2 separate regions of the Mus musculus genome follow, and region 1 is linked to region 2. A link is a contact called in public HiChIP or PLAC-seq data. All regions are on one chromosome and are shown on one strand. The core of a region is the stretch at or near the end of the contact, and the rest is flanking DNA. Distances in the headings are between cores, read along the strand shown.

What was found. HiChIP or PLAC-seq counts read pairs in DNA pulled down with a chosen protein or histone mark.
Region 1: a contact with region 2 is called in an H3K4me3 HiChIP or PLAC-seq map of the SCID.adh cell line, with 14 read pairs. The contact joins the promoter of Rcsd1 here to the enhancer-like site in region 2. A contact is called at or near these places in 10 of 39 promoter capture datasets (the 3T3-L1 cell line, the C10 cell line, cranial neural crest and 5 more), 2 of 484 Hi-C or Micro-C datasets (bone marrow-derived macrophages and ventricular fibroblasts), 3 of 115 datasets of contacts at active chromatin or transcription factors (the SCID.adh cell line, cardiomyocytes and embryonic stem cells) and 3 of 9 other capture datasets (adipose tissue, liver and pancreatic islet).

What each region holds. Positions count from the first base shown.
Region 1 is chr1:165,705,161-165,710,100 of GRCm38.p6, reverse strand. It overlaps Rcsd1 (RCSD domain containing 1), which reads left to right and starts at 2,007. Exons shown (of 7, transcript NM_178593.3): 1 at 2,007-2,210. The coding sequence starts at 2,205.
Region 2 is chr1:165,583,781-165,588,904 of GRCm38.p6, reverse strand. No RefSeq gene overlaps it. Among named protein-coding and RNA genes, the nearest start is that of Gm51750, 27 kb to the right of the region's middle. Within about 2 kb of position 2,999, at least 39 of the 459 cell types and tissues checked have an H3K27ac peak or open chromatin away from gene starts, as enhancers often do. A contact at or near this core is called in the SCID.adh cell line and bone marrow-derived macrophages, where this site is marked.

The DNA.
Region 1 (4,940 bases), core at 758-3,257, 120 kb before region 2:
TCCTCTACAGAGGTGGGAGGGAGGATAACAGAAGAATACATCCCACACATACTCAGGATTGCTGAGCACAGCTCTGGGTTTCTGTATTCTGCTTTACTCCTTCTCTGGGAGAAGGGCCCTGATGGAGGCAAAGAGCTCTGGTTCAGCATGCTTTGCACTTGTTCCCAGGAACGTGGAGGGGCTGTGGTCTTGTCTCTGTGAATCATCTGTTCTCAGCCTAGGGAGGCCCTGCCTGAGGAGGGAGGGGCAGGAGAGCAGCTGCACCTCACCTTGGTGGCTGCGGTATTATCTGGGCCCAACGGTTTCTTCTGGGTAGATACTTCCGCCCGCCTGCTTGTAGAGCCTTAAAGACTCATGCTGCTGTCTTTGAGTGGAAAGGAACACCTAGCTCTAAGAAAAAGGGGGAAGTCAGCCTGACCTGAAGGCACACTCCTGTCATCAGGGAGCCAAGGCAAGGGGATCAGAACTTCAAGATCAGCAGGACATTCCTTTCTTGCTTCCATCATCTCTTTTCTAGAATCTGCTTGCAGCTGTGTAGATAGAATCAGGGGACTCTTTCGTTGGAATCCAGAATCCCTGACTCTTAAATAAAAGGATTATGGGGCTCTTGTCCATCTGAACTATGTAATGAAGCTACATGCTTTTAAAATAGCTGCTCTTTCCAAGCATCTACCACCCTGAGAAGATGCAGAAAATGAAGATCAGATAAGAGGCTTTTCTAAAGGAACTCATCTAGAAAGCATCGGACTAGAATCTCACCCTCTGCCTGCTTCTGAAGCAGAGGTCTTGCCCCTATATGCTGCTGAGTTCAATGAACAGAGGCTGCCCTGACTTCATGGTTTACAAGGTAAGATTTAGAAGGCCTGTGACGTCAAGATCTATAGACCAACTGTGATGAGAAGCAGTCGGGGCAGCCTTTGCAATGTGGGTGAGTTCTCTGCTGGTTTGTGGTAGTGGTTTCTCTTGGGCTCTTTGCACAGGGGCAGCACCAATGCCCTGTGCTATGGTCCACCAATGTGTTGGCTCTCTCTCTCCCTTGCATAGCAGGTCTGGGTTTGGAGTACAAAGTTGAAGGATGCTGTAAGAAGACACACAGGCATCCTTATCAGCCAATTCCCTGAAGAAATGGGACCCTGAAGAGACACCCAGAGCTATAACCCAGTAGCAGCAGACAATGGCCTCGGCACAGATTCAAGTCCCTACATCCCTCCCACGCAGCCTTAAACCGACATTCCCTGGGGAGAGTTACTAAGCGGGGGCCTTATGTGAATTGGATGTTTAGGACCGTGCCCTTTGCTATATTTAATAGGAATGGGAAAAAGGTCCTTTAGCAAGCAGCATGTCGAAGCAGATATTCCCACAACCCCCTAAGCTGCATGCATCAGAGCAGAGGAGAAGAGTAGCCTGCTGCATGCGGCAGGAAACTTGGGGAAACTTTGCTTGGATTCCTCTCCTTCTTCATACACAGATAGATAATAGATGGACAGACTGATAATTGTTTCCTGCAAATGGAATCCAGGAAAAGAGGTATCAAAGCTAAGGCTACTGAACACAGGAAGGCCAGGTATTAGGTTAAGTAATACAGGAGAGGATGGGGGGAGGGGGAGGGAGAAGGAGGAGGAACGGAGGCTGGGAAAATTGGTATGAAAAGAAGGAAATGGCAAAGAGAAAAAGGATGAAAAGGCAATTCTAATTTGAGGCACAAGGAAAGTAAAGAAGGCAGGCTAAAAGAGGGAGAGTTGAGGTGGTCTGAAAAAAGTGCAAAGCCCAGGGTCCTGAGAAACTTCCGCGAGAAAGGGGGCGCGGCGCTGCCCAGCCCATGTTTGGGCAGATTAATGGAGTCGTGGCGGCTCGGGCTCTTGAGTCCTGCCTTGGGAGGGACAGTATCTGTTTAGATTTGTGTCTAAATTTAAACCCCGATCCGGCCTCCCTCTCTGCTCCCCTCCACTCCCCTCCCCTCCTCCTGCGTCCCTCGGTCCCTCCCTCCCTCCTCCTCCTCCTTCCTCGTTCTCTGGCGCAGGGCCCCCAGCTGGGGCAGTCCCGCAGCCGAGTGCAGCCAGGCGCGCGCCGCCGCCCACTCGCCCTGTGCCCGCTACAGCCCCGAAAGTGACCCGGGCTGGGAGCCGAGGGGACAGCGGGGATCGTGGGCTCTTAACCCGAGAGAGCGGGCGTATCCGCAGCCGGAGGAAGACTACCTGGAGGACATGGAGGTAAAAGACCGGCGGGGACACGGGCCTGGGGGAGAGGGAGGTCAGAGCGCTCCTGCCCAGGTCGCCGTTCCTGCTCTCAGCAGGGAGCACGCAGCCGAAAGGTCGCGTAGGCCAAGTTGAGAAAGGCTGGTCCTTGCTCCTCGGAGACCCCTGTGGGCAGGCGTGGGCTTGTCAGGAAAGGACTTCAGGCGAAGGAGGGGCCTTTGTAGGGGTTCAGGTATTCTGACTGTGCACATACGTGCTTTGGGGGGGGGGTTTAGAAAATAAAACTTAGGTACAACTAAAGTCATAAACGGATAAAGGTGTGAACCAAGAACCCCAAAACAAAACTCCAGCAACCCTGACTCAGGCATTGAGAAACAGAGTTGGCAGTTGAAGCCGGGACTCTGCCCGCATGGCTTCCCGTTTTGATTGCAGTGTGGCTTTTCCGACCAGTTGTTCTCTTACTTCTGATGCCCCTTGTTTCTGTCACATCTTCTTTCAAAACTTTCTGAAAAGCTCCCTTGCCGCCGATCAGATAAACTTATTTCTGAGATATTAGAGGCTCTCCAAGATGCCCTGCCTCCTGAGGTTGTGTGCACCTTGGGGTGTGGTAGCCGTATCTGAGAGGTTTGCAGGGGCGAGTCCCAGACTTTCTCTGCGCTTCTCCAACCTCAGTGGAGAATACTGGCCACTACTTTCCATCCAGCTAGTTCATCTAGCTTCCTCCTCCAGGTCTATAGATTTCCAAAGAAATGTTTCCCTTCAAACCCAGACCAGCTGCAGGTGAACTCAGAGGCACAGCATTGGCAAAGCCCCAGGTTCAACTCCCAGGGTCACACACTCAAAGAAAGAAAAAGAAACTGTGACCTTTTATTGTATTCTAATCAATCTCAGTAGGACCTGGGATTTTCAAAGAGGAAAAAAGGAGATGAAAACCCACAGGCCTAAAGGTGATTCCTCCTCCCACTCAAAAGGAAAGAGCTCCTCCTTAGCCCAAGGTCTGCGGAGATCCCGGGCACAGAAGTTCAATCCCTTCCAGGCTTGAGTCCGCTCATCTCTTCTGAGCTTCACTGTCTGCTCTAAAAGAACAATAGCAAGGCTGCATATTTAGCTCAACCAGTTGTCCTAAAGTAGCAAGGTTGCATTTTGCATTCTGGGCACTTGGGAGTGCTGAGTACCTGGGGGGCTGGGGTCTGAGATGGACTCTCTGTAGCGACTTGTGCAAGTCAGGAAGCAGTTGATTAGGGTAGCTAGACCACAAAGCGTTCCAGATGGATCCCTACAGATGGTCAAGACCTTGCAAACTCAAAGCAATAGGATTCTCTGTGCTGACTACTGCTACAGGACAGAGGAGAGAAACAGAGGGGGGACCTGGGAGAGGTTCATAAAGAAACTGCTGTACTTACGAGCCCCCTCCTCGAGGAGGGCTCAGGGTACCTCTGGTGACAAGCCAGAAGCCAACAGAGCTGTAATGGACACAGGATGGAAGCCCAGCTGGACTTAAGCAAGGTGTTGCTTGAAGGCCCCCAATGCAAGCTCTAACTTTAATCTAGGGAAACACAGAAGGGGCTCCCTTCCCAGGCCCACTTCTTCCTCCCTCAGCTGAGGAAGAAACAGAGGGAGTCCAAGGCCCTGAAAGTATCAGCCCAGCAACTTCCTGTGTGGCTTGGTAGGCGGGAGGCACGAAAAGAGAAGGCCCTCCTGTCTACAAGCTGATATACACAGTAGCGGAAAAGGGTTGGATGGAGAGAGCCAAATTCCTATGTGCCAAAGGCTGGACCAGCACAGGGAAATTGCCTAGTCAACCAGAAGGCCAGACAGATCCGCTTACACCCATTCACCCTGAGGTGTGCCATGGCCTTGAGGGCCCACGGTGACTGTTTTTGAAGTTCCTTTCCAGAACCAGTCACAAAAGCCCAAACAAACAAGCGAAACACCACAACAGGTAGCAGCTGAGCTGTTGTTAAAGGAAGTAAAGAGGAAACAGAAGACAGAGGAGGCTACGAGATTCTCAGCTAGGAAGTGAAAGTCAGTGACAGGTGTAATACCTGCGCATGATTGGAGCTATGGGAGCCCTGAAATCGGCCTCCCATAGCTCCAATCTTACTTATTTATTTGAGAAGAAATGGAGTTGCCCCATGTCCCCATATTGAGCATTCAACCCAGGGCCGGTTAACCACATTCAGGCTCTACCCCACACTTGCCTACCGCAAATGTTAGGGAAATCTTCAAATCCCTGTGACCACTGTCTCGGCCACATTAATCACACCTCAGCCTTATAGGGACCTCCCTGGAATAAACAAAAGCAAGATGGCACTTGACCTGTGCCTTTCTAACACTCCCAATCCAATCGAGGAAATGAGACTCACACATCCTGTCCCTGTGTGCTTAATGAATGCTTCTGCAAGCGTGGCGTGTATAGGCCAGAGTAGATGCTGCTCAGAAGCCCTGAGAGAAAGGCAGTGACTGGGAAGAGAGATGTAGGGACAGGGAGAATACACTGGCTTCCTTCAGGGAGGCAGAATGGCTGATTGCAGGGGCAAATAGGGGGATCCCTAAAGGAAAAAAAGTGAAAGTAACAAGATAAAGTCGTGGAAGCAGTGAGGTTCCCCCAGAGAGGTAGCCACTGGGGGCCAAAATCTAAGCCCCCTAGAAGGCATTCCTTTTTCTCCTTCCCTAGCTGTGCTCCCAACTCCTACCTTCCTGTAATTTACCATTTTCAGACCTTGAAGGCGGTTCAAGAATGGC
Region 2 (5,124 bases), core at 1,750-4,249:
CCCAATCCACCAGGTGGCCTCCAGGGATTGAGTTTTAGTTCCACTTAGGCATGGTGACAAGAACCTTTATCACCAGCCTTTGAAGTGGTTTTTTTTTTAATTAATTTTTTTCTTCATTTCTCTTTTAAACTCTTATTGATTCCCCTCCCCACCCACCCACCCTCACCCCCTCCCAGACAGGGTTTCTCTGTGTAGTCCTGGCTGTCTTAGAATTCATTCTGTAGACTAGGCTGGCTTTGAACTTAAAGGTCAGCCTGCTTCTCCCTCCTCAGACCTTTTGAATACATATACATTGCAGAACTCCATCTCTCAGTCCTCGCCAGGGAAGTTTCTACTTTGTATGGAGGTTCACGTGAAGGCGCAGCTAGGCACAGTGCTGGGATTAGAGGTGTGCACCATCACTGCCCAGCATTAACGTTTATTAATTTTTAAATTATGTGCATGTTGGGGCTTGGTATGTGTGCATATGAGTTCAGGTGCAAGAGGCCACCTCAGATCTCCCTGGGCGCTGGGTTACACGGGTTGGGTGTGAGGTCATGACATAGGTGCTGAGGACTTAACTCCAGTCACATGCAAGGGCAGTATGTGTTCTTAACTGCTGAGCCATCTCTCCAGCCCCACAACATTTCTTTTAACTAGATGAAATAAAATTTGCATTCATTCTGTAGACACACTTCTGGAATGTTCAGCAGATCCGTAAGGGTATGGACCATTTTAGGAGCCTCTGACGTCAGCTTTATTGGCACAACAGGGTCCCGGAGGATTGTTTATGATGTGTCTGGATGTCCCTGGTCTCTTCCTGGTAAACTTTACTTCAAGGACTTTGTACTGGCAGAGGGAGAGTTGTCCTGAAAACTTGCTTGGAGGATCTTGGTCCCAAGAATGCAGAGAATCCATTCAGCACGCAGTTATTAGCAGCTGCTAGGCACCGCACTTCCTCTTCTCCCAGAAACACTAAACAGAGCTCATGTCCCCCGAAGGAATATGACCTCTGGCAGGAGGTCATGTGGTAGATCGAGTCACACAGCGCCTGAGACATCACATCCCAGGCTCTTGGCTGAGCCAGTATTTTAATGTAGACCAATTGCAGTTGGACAAGAGAAAAAAAAAATCATGAGAACAAAATGAAATAAACAAGAAGAGAGCTTGCTTGGAAATAACTGGTCCCTGTTCCACACGATGCCCGAGGTTGGGGTTGGGGTTGGGGTTTGGGAAAGAGGACGTTCATGCTATGCGTTCCCTGGCTAGAAACTCATGGCTGGGGAGCTCATATGCTCCAGGGGATAATCTACTATTAATTTTGCTAAAAGGACATCATATTAAACTGCCTTTTGAATATATATACACTGCAGAACCCCATCTCTCAGTCCTCGCCAGGGAAGTTTCTACTTTGTATGGAGGTTCACGTGAAGGCGCAGCTAGGCACAGTACAAGCCGGTGTGTCTTTGGAGGGGTCGCAAGTGTCTGCGTCACACACCCCTCCCACCCAAGGCTCGTGGGAAGTCACAGAAGAGGAGATGCACTCAAGAGCTCGAGAAGGACTGAGACAAAGCAATGTCTTCTAGATATGGCAGGATCAAGTAGGATCAGGAACTCAGCTGCTGTAGTTCCCTGTACCAGATCAAACCAGTCAATACGACCCTGCGTGGGCAGCAGCGGCTGGGGGTGGGGGCTCGAGCCCCCATCCGCCTGAGAGGAGGACCATTGCTATTGAGGGCTCCTAGGGAAGGGAAGGCCTAGCTTTATGAGTGTGACCCTTGGAAGGTTGACCATGCTCCAGTGGATAACTGCACACATGCTCCGACTTCAGGTCCTCTTTTTTTTTTTTTTTTTATAATCCATTGAATTTGATAAGTGCTTGCCATAGGCACATGGAGGAGGAGCTGATGCACACTCAAGCGTGTGTGTGTGTGTGTGTGTGTGTGTGTGTGTGTGTGTGTGAATATAATCAAGATACATTGTATGTGTGTATGAGACTCTCAAAGAATTAAAAAAATATATATTTAAAAAAATGGTTTGGGAGCTGGAGAGATGACTCAGTGGTTAAGAGCACTGACTGTTCTTCCAAAGGTCTTGAGTTCAGTTCCCAGCAACCACATGGTAGCTCACAACCATCAGTAATGAGATCTGATGCACTCTTCTGGTGTGTCTGAAAATAGGTACAGTGTACTCATACATAAAATAAATAAATCTAAATAATAATAATGGTTTTGGTTCCTTGAGACTGGAGAGATGGCTTGGAGATTAATAACGGCTGCTCTTTTAAAGAATCTAAGTTCAATCCCTGCACCCATATAGCCCCACACAATCATCTGTGACTCAAGTTCCAAGTGATGTGACACCCTCTTTTGGCCTCCACAGGCACCAGACTTGCATGAGTCACACATACATAGATAAAGGCACAACACTCACACTCATAAAATAAGTGTTTAACAAAAAGGTTTTCTTTCTTAATGTGAGTTGTATTTGTTTTGGTGTGTCTGAAGACAGCTACAATGTACTCATATATATAAACTAAATAAATAATTCTTAAAAAAAAAAACTAGCTAGTGTTTGCCTGTGCATCCAACTAATACTATATAGTGAGACTGACTCTAAATAGACAGACAGACAGACAGACAGACAGACAGACAGATAGATAAAAGCAGTGCCTATAATTCCAACACTCAAGAGGCGATGAAGGAAGTTTGCCTCAGGTTTGGGGCCTTTCTAGGCTATGCAGTGAGTTCTAAGCTAAGCTGAACTATAAAAGGAGAACAAGGGAAAAAAAAAACCCCAACGAACAGCAGAAATCGCACACATACAAGCCCACTCTCCTTCCCCCCCTAAATAAAGTATGGAGGCTGGCATGGTGGTATCTCTCAGTCCCTGGACGCTGCTGCTGCCACTTTCTATTGGCTTGACACTTGTAAACTCCTTTGCTCACCCTGCATGCCTGCTGCCTGTGCTGTAAAGTGCTCTGAAGCAACTGTGAGCAAGACAGAACTTGCCCAAGGCCTCCTGGTGCTTGACCTGATACTAAGTGCTGGAGATACAAAGCTGAACGTGGCAGAATCCCCTCCCATCCAGAGAGCCCAGCCCTCGAGGAGTTCCTGGAGGAAAGAGCCCAGAGCAGTCCACCGCAGTAGTGAAGTGAGCCTTAAAGAGCACAGACTCCCGGCTGGGCTGGGACTTCCTGTGCTGGCCAAAGAGAGCTTGGAGACAAGAGCTTGAAGAGGTGGAGAGGAGCCCAAAACCCTGATTAAGGGCTGTTCCAGGTGGCAGAATTAGCGCAAAGTCTACACACCCCACGCCCTGCATTTAGGAAAAGGCCTTGGAAGGAAGCCTTATGATACAGGCTTCGGAATTTCATCATAGACCAGCACAGGGATTTGTTTGTTCGTTGGGACGCTTACCCTGCCAGTTACACAGGTAAAGGATGGAAATCAGATATTGGGGAAGCGATTAATAACGTGACTTAGGGCAGAACTGGGTTAGGCGTAAAGGAACTGGATTTTTAGCAGCGGTGAGGACAAAGATGAGAGCCATGGGAGTAAGGTTTAGAAAGATGTTCAGTAGCACTGACAATATGAGTGACTCGGGGACAGCCAGGTGAGACAGCCCATGCATGATAAGCCCAGCGCTCAGGAGACCGAGGCAGGGGAATTTCTTGGAGTTTGAGGATCAGTCTGACTACAAAGTTCCAGGCTGAGCTGTAGGGTAATATAGCAAAGGAAAGCGGCCAGGGTTGCTACACACAGTAAAATCATGACGAGCAAAGGCTGCTACCGTTAACATGAGGAAGCAGCTCCAGGGAAGGTGGGATTTAGGGTTGAAAACCCGGGGTTTCTCGTGCAGGGGCAAAGCGAGCAATGGCAATATCCTCGCAACTTTGTAGCCCCCTGTTCACTTGACAACTAGCTGTATCTGATTCTTTGAGTACCCTTCCAGAAAAGTTCCCCCACCTCTGATATCAGTGTATTCCGTCTCCTACTACCCGGCAGATCAGCACCCCTGACCTAAATTTCAATCACTTCTCTTTGGCAGGCCACCCTAATTCCAGCTTGTGACACGATTTGCCTGTGTCTATCTTGGCCCAGATCTCTTCCATCTCTGAGAGTGATTGGTGAAACCTGGGTGGCCTTGGACGCAGGATCCACCTCAGTGGGAGAATACTTGCTCAGCCAGTGTGAATCCTTTGATTCTTAGATCCTTAGTACCACATATAAAAGCCGACCGTAAGACTTTCTAAAACAGAAATATGGTCCATACATGTCCTTCAGTGGTCATCCTGAGACTCCTATTTTGGATGGTGTTGATGGGTCCCAGACCTAAAGCCAGATGGCCCACAAGGCTCCTTTGTTCAGTGGGTCTCCTCAGACCAGCTGGTGTCTGGGGGTGGGGACCCAGTGCTCCAGAGTTCCAGGACCAAATGCTGTGTGCTGGCCTGGGAAGGCCTTCTGTCCGATTCACACCTCTTCCCAGCTAGCTCCCACCAGCTTTCTAAAGGCCACATCAGGGTGTGTGCAGCAGGTGCCCTGTATTTTAGTTGCTTGTTTGCCAGCATTGACACACAACCACCACCTTACAGAAAGACTAAGATGCTACGATTAAATCTCCATGTTACAAACCAGGAAACTGAGGCACAAAGAGCTTTCCCTCAAGGGCATAGACTCAACCGCTGGATCCAGTCCAGTGAGTTTTCAGGTCTATGTCATATGCCACGGTTTGGATTGTTTCTTGGCTCATTCCTGTATTCATGGTACAGGGCCTGAGACCATCATTTCACTCACTGAATAAATACCAGGTCCCTAGGGCCGCTATAAGAAAGAGCAAGAGCAAATATTCCTTATACATCCATCACTTGACAGCTCCCGAACACTTACTATATGCCTAGCTCTGGGCTCAGTGCTAGATAGACAATGTAGAGCATCTTTGCTCTACAGGAGTTCAGAGTAGGTAAGGTTCAAGGGTGCATGGGGGTGGGGGTGGGGTCAAACAAAACCCACAAAGATAATGCTTCTCTTCTCTGTTCCTAAAGTCGTCACGGATTACCTATCACATCTTTCTCCTAAACATAATTCTGGGCGGGCTGCTCCAGAAAGCACCTTGGTGGAAGCTTCCTGTGGGTGAGACATGCAGAAG